Regions from separate parts of the Mus musculus genome. Here region 2 is linked to region 1. A link is a contact called in public Hi-C data. All regions are on one chromosome and are shown on one strand. The core of a region is the stretch at or near the end of the contact, and the rest is flanking DNA. Distances in the headings are between cores, read along the strand shown.

Evidence for each region. A called contact is a pair of places that touch in the nucleus more often than the background predicts.
Region 2: a contact with region 1 is called in a Hi-C map of CD8 T cells, with 2.5 times the contacts expected there. The contact joins the enhancer-like site here to the promoter of Zdhhc13 in region 1. A contact is called at or near these places in 3 of 39 promoter capture datasets (hematopoietic stem and progenitor cells, liver and trophoblast stem cells), 5 of 484 Hi-C or Micro-C datasets (CD8 T cells, granulocyte-monocyte progenitors, myeloid progenitors and 2 more) and 3 of 115 datasets of contacts at active chromatin or transcription factors (the 230-238 cell line and pro-B cells).

What each region holds. Positions count from the first base shown.
Region 1 is chr7:48,787,647-48,790,308 of GRCm38.p6, forward strand. It overlaps Zdhhc13 (zinc finger, DHHC domain containing 13), which reads left to right and starts at 1,357. Exons shown (of 17, transcript NM_028031.3): 1 at 1,357-1,491. The coding sequence starts at 1,465.
Region 2 is chr7:48,936,392-48,939,053 of GRCm38.p6, forward strand. No RefSeq gene overlaps it. Among named protein-coding and RNA genes, the nearest start is that of Gm2788, 56 kb to the left of the region's middle. Within about 2 kb of position 1,365, at least 66 of the 459 cell types and tissues checked have an H3K27ac peak or open chromatin away from gene starts, as enhancers often do. A contact at or near this core is called in the 230-238 cell line, CD8 T cells, pro-B cells and 1 more, where this site is marked.

The sequences.
Region 1 (2,662 bases), core at 107-2,606:
AGTTTGCTCTGCGTAGCATCATAAAAGTTGATGACACATTCGTACATCCACCCATCTAGTCACTGTAATTATGGTAAATAGTTTCTAGGTCTCGGTGCTGTTCTGGGCACTGGGAGTTCCTAGACAAACACAGTGTTTCCCATCTTCAGTGGGTGTAGGCTTTATGGGTAATCTATGGTGTGCCCAATAAGTAGGGCCACTGACCATAATAATACACTTATAATTTTACTGTTTCAGGGTAATATTTTTTCATGGGTAACCCAGCACTTTATTTCCAGACACTTATTTCATGGTTTCATAGAGTCACAATATTAATTCTGACTTAGCCTCTAAGGATCTAACCAAGCTGGGCTTGGTAACAGACACATCAAGGAATTATCACAAAGAACGGAGTTGAGTCCAGGCTCAGGAAAGCCCTATTGTTTTCTGGACACTGAGGTAGGAGAGAGCTCCCCACTGGTAAGAACCAAGAGTATTCTTGTTTCATAGCCCACCAATGTGTGCAAGACTTATATGCCCTCTCCTCCATGCAGTCTACCAAAAGGGACTGGAGAGGCTTATTCAGTTATATCTCCACCCTCCCTGTGGAACTCTCATATTTTCTGCTTTCTTTTTTGTTAAAACGTATTTTTGTTTCATTTATTAATTTACTTGTGTGTGGAGGTGGCATGGTGAACGAGCTGTGTGTGTGTGTGTGTGTGTGTGTGTGTGTGTGTGTGTGTGTGTGTGTAAGAATCAGTGGAAAGCATCAAGACTTTTCCCTTCCCACCATGATCCAGGAGAACAAACTCAGGTCGTAACACTTGTTGGCAAGTGCCTTTACCACCGCTCACATCTTCTGCTTTCTATGAGGAACCAGGCCCTGATGCTAAAAGTATCTTGCTCAAGAGCACATGACTGAAGAGCAGCAGTTAGGAACTCCCAATGCCTAGAACAGCTAACATCTGTGAGGTTGTCCATGAGGCAGGATGCTCTTCATCTGCCAAAACCCCTGCTGTGGGACTGTAAATACTTTTCCTCAGTTAATTTTCCAAACGCTTACATGAAGTTTGTTCTTGACTCACAGTTGAGAAGATTGAGGTGAGGGAGAGAACTCCACAAGGACAGCTAGCTTTGGGGTAGCCCACTCGGGGACGTTGGAATAACAACAGCCTGAACCTGCACCTGTAGAGCCTTCTGAGTGGGAACCCTAAGTGGTGCCAAGGGTGGGGCTGAAGGAAAGAACATAGCGGGGGCGGGGCAGGGGGCGGGGATGACCGGCAGTTCTCTAGAGGTGAGAAAGTCCCGCCCCCGTGAGAGAGAGATCGGGGATTGGCTTCTCGTGGCGGATTGACAGCCCTAGGATGCGCGCAGTTAGGAGGGCGGAGCGCGAGCCGGAAGTGGGCGAGAGGCGGCTGAGGCGTGCTTGGAGAGCCGCGGCCGCCACTTTGCGCTGGAGCCGCGGCCGAGCGGGCGCGGGTCGTGATGGAGGGCCCGGGCCTGGGCTCGCAGGTGAGCGCGGCTGGACGTGGGCGGCGGTGGGGACGTAAGCCGCGGCCAGGTGAGGCGGTTCCGCGAGGACAGCAGGATCTGGGCCTTGGCCACACTAAGAAAGATGCTGCTTGTCCTTTGCGGTGGCCGCAGAGCGAGGCCGGGCCCTCCTGTCGCCTCCATTCGGCGGCTGGGCGTCACGCACCGGTGCCTAAGTCGGCTGGAACCTGTAAGGTGTCAGGTGACACACCTCAGATAGCACAGCCAGCCTTAGACCTTAGCCTGGAGTCTGAGAGATTCTGTTGAGAAATTATCAGCCCTAGCGCCTAGGCTGCCGCCTTCTCTCCACCTTGTCTTAGCTCTTGTTGCTACCCACATCCTTCCTACTCCTTGAAAGCATCAAGGCTGTGGAGGCAGGAGGAAGGGCGCTCCGTGGTACCATCTGCAAAATCCCCAAGGATTCTATTCTGAGAAGGGCTAGATTAGTCCCAGAGGACAGAGGAGGCCAAAGGGGAAGCTATAAAAGCCAAGAGAACTAAGAATTTGTCCCTTTTGATTGTGACTACTCTAAAGACTTATAACTGGCATTGAATAGATTACAACTTAATATTTTCAGGCTTCTTCAATCCTAGCAAATGTTTAGCGTGTGCTACATGCATTTATGTGCACCTTTTTATCCCAGCTTCAAAGTTTTTAAGCAAAAGAAATCCCCATCTACAGGAGAGTAAACTGACACAGTCTCTAATTCAAGTTATGCTAGAAGTAGATTGATTTTTTTTTTTCAAGCAGTTTGAGGTTGTCACATTGCTTGGACTCTTTAAAAAAAAAAAAATTCCCCAATCCCAAGAGTGTTCTTCATAGCTCTCTATTTTTCTTCTTCAACCAGTTTGGTGTAGGTTTAAGTGGAAAATAACATGCTGAGGTGTTTTTATTGGGAGTTCTTGCATTTTAAAAGAAATGAAAAATGATGTGCAGGGAGCCTGAATTACTATGAAAGAACATAGACTCTTTACATGAAACAGTCTCTCATTATTTTTCTCAGGCTCAAACGTCAGTAAGAGTAGGCCTCATTTCTTAATTACTGTCACTCATTAATAAAAGCCTGTGAGAGCTTAGCTTTACTCCTCCATGCTAAGAGGGAAATAACCCAGCTCAGGTTCCATGACATCAGAAGGGAGAGGATGATTTTAGA
Region 2 (2,662 bases), core at 115-2,614, 150 kb after region 1:
CGTCTTAGGAACTTGATAATACATTTTCTATCCTTATTCTTCCTGACTCCATGGTACTCAAGCCTCAACACTTATAATAATATGGAAGTGCTCCGATCTGGGGGCAATCCTCTCTCTATATTATTCAGCCCAATTGTGTAGTGTTTGCTGCTTTGTGTCACATGACATGCTGAAGTAGGGCCCAGTGACATGAACTTGAATAGGACTTGATTTCTGCCGCAACCTCACAATTAAGTTGAAGGGTCACTTTGTTCAGATACTTGTTGTACACACATTTCTTACAATCTATGGCAAAAAAAAAAAGTTGCAATGTGAAAGTGGGGTCTAGAGAGACACAGGACAAGGGCAGAGCCACGTGGAGGATGGGTGAGGTTGGGTATGGGAGTGAGCAGCTGTGGACTTGCTGAGCAGCACCACATTTGAATCACAGCCGGGGTGCTTAGAAAGCCTTGGAAAACATACCCTGTCTGAATCTAGAAAGGGTTACAGATTCAACCTTTGTTCTTAAAAGGTTCACAGTCTGGTGAAAAACACACCCAGGTGTCCTGGCCAGAAAGCAGAGCATCTCTCTATGATCTCCCTCCTCACTCCTCAAGCTGTCAGTCAGCACATGTGGTCCACTCTCCAAGGGTTATGTATGGTGGTACCCATAAAATTCAGGTAGCATTAGGAATAGGAGGTGGAGAGTGAGGGTGCTGTAATGCAGTGAGAACAATCCAGTAAGAGGAAATCTTACTACTTTTCTACTTGTTATATATATATATATATATATGTGTGTGTGTGTGTGTGTGTGTGTGTGTGTGTGTGTGTGTGTATGTGTGAGCGTGTGTATATGTATTAGGAGAAATATTAGACAACCTTTAATATATATGTGAATATGAAGTCTCAATTTTATATATTATATGGGATTTTAATATTAAAACATATATATGTATATATATGTGTGTGTATGTATATGTATATATATATATATATATATATATATATATATATATATATATATATATATATATATAGTAGAAAAATCCAGCACCATCTTTAACAAGGAAAATAAGCCAGTCACAGAGAGAGAAAGAGGCTTTCTTAGACATCAACTATACCTGCAACACCAACCCTAGAATATGAAAAGGAAGACTTATGCACTTAGAGGAGCAAAGATGGAGACCACCTGCAGAAAGTAACGTCATAAGGAACTTTTTCAGCCAGCTAAGTAGAAATTAGCACCAGACATGCCACCAAGAGGAAGCTCACCATCCTGAAGCCTGTGGAGGACAAAACCCACAAAGCCTTCCCAGGGGCTGATGTGGGCTGTGGGTAAGGCACGCATGCGCACTGCCAGTCTTGCTTCCGTTCTGTTGTGGTTAGAGATGGTGGGTTCCTCGGCTGGAGTGTGAACCATTCTCATGCAGCTGGGGACTCGTGTGCTGCTGTCTGATCAGAGGCGGGCGCATGAGCATCTCACACACCCGGATTAGCACTTGGGCAAGGCTAGATCTACAGAAGGGGAGGCATCGAAACAGCTGCAGGTAGCATGTGGCTTGTGTTCTGAAGTGGTCCTTTTCCGCTTTCTTTCCTGATGAAATCTAAATCTTGAGAAGAGCAAGCTCTCTTGAGGTAGAGAAGTAAGTGTAGACTCTCTCAAGGGTCTCTGAGTATTACGAGGTGCAGAATAGATCATGAAGTCATGTCCTGACTGCGCTCCCCTTTGGCCCCCTGTAAGTACAGACCTATATAATTCAACCTACTCTTTTATGTTTTCTATCTCAAGGATATTCTGCAATGTCATCTGTTCTCATGCAAAAAATAATTACTTTTCATGTTGAGACTGATGTAAGAAAGACTTAACTTTGCTTGAGAGTTTGGTGGAGAAAGCATGAAGGTGGAAATATTAGTCAGCCGCTTACATGGTAACTATACTCCCAAAGCAGAGAGCAGACAGGAAACGGGGCAGGGCTATTAAGCCTCAGGACTGGCCCAGTGACCCACTTCCATCTGTTAAGTCTCCAGAGGTTCCACAACCTTCCTAAACAGCGCCCCCAGCTGGGGACCAAGGGTTAAAACAAATGAACAAAAACCGTTTACATCATAACAGGACACAAGCATTCTAAATTAAAATGTGAACTCTTTTCCTTTTTGAAGATGCTACTGAAAATTCACATGTTGCAATTGATCCTTGATGCTTGTAAAATCCTGAGTAAAAAAATACCCATGGAATCTTCCTCCTGACTTCCTTTTCTGCCTATTGGGAGCCACAGAGGTGTCACCCAGATATGTAGGTGCAGTCAGAGTCTGTCTCTTCTACCATGTTTAAAACCTCTTTAGCATCTTCTAAATTCAATTCAACAAAGCTTAAACCATCCTCTGTATTCTCTTCTCTTCTCTTCTCTTCTCTTCTCTTCTCTTCTCTTCTCTTCTCTTCTCTTCTCTTCTCTTCTCTCCTCTCCTCTCCTCTCCTCTCCTCTCCTCTCCTCTCCTCTCCTCTCCTCTTCTCTTCTCTTCTTTTTTTTTTTCTTTTGAGACAGGGTCTCACCATTTGTTCTGACTGCCAGAGAATTCACTATGTAGATTAGGCTGGCCTCGAACTCATGGAGATCTGCTGGGATTAAAGGCATGTTCCACCACACCAGGTGCCATTTTTAATTTTTGGGGGGGCAGGTATTTG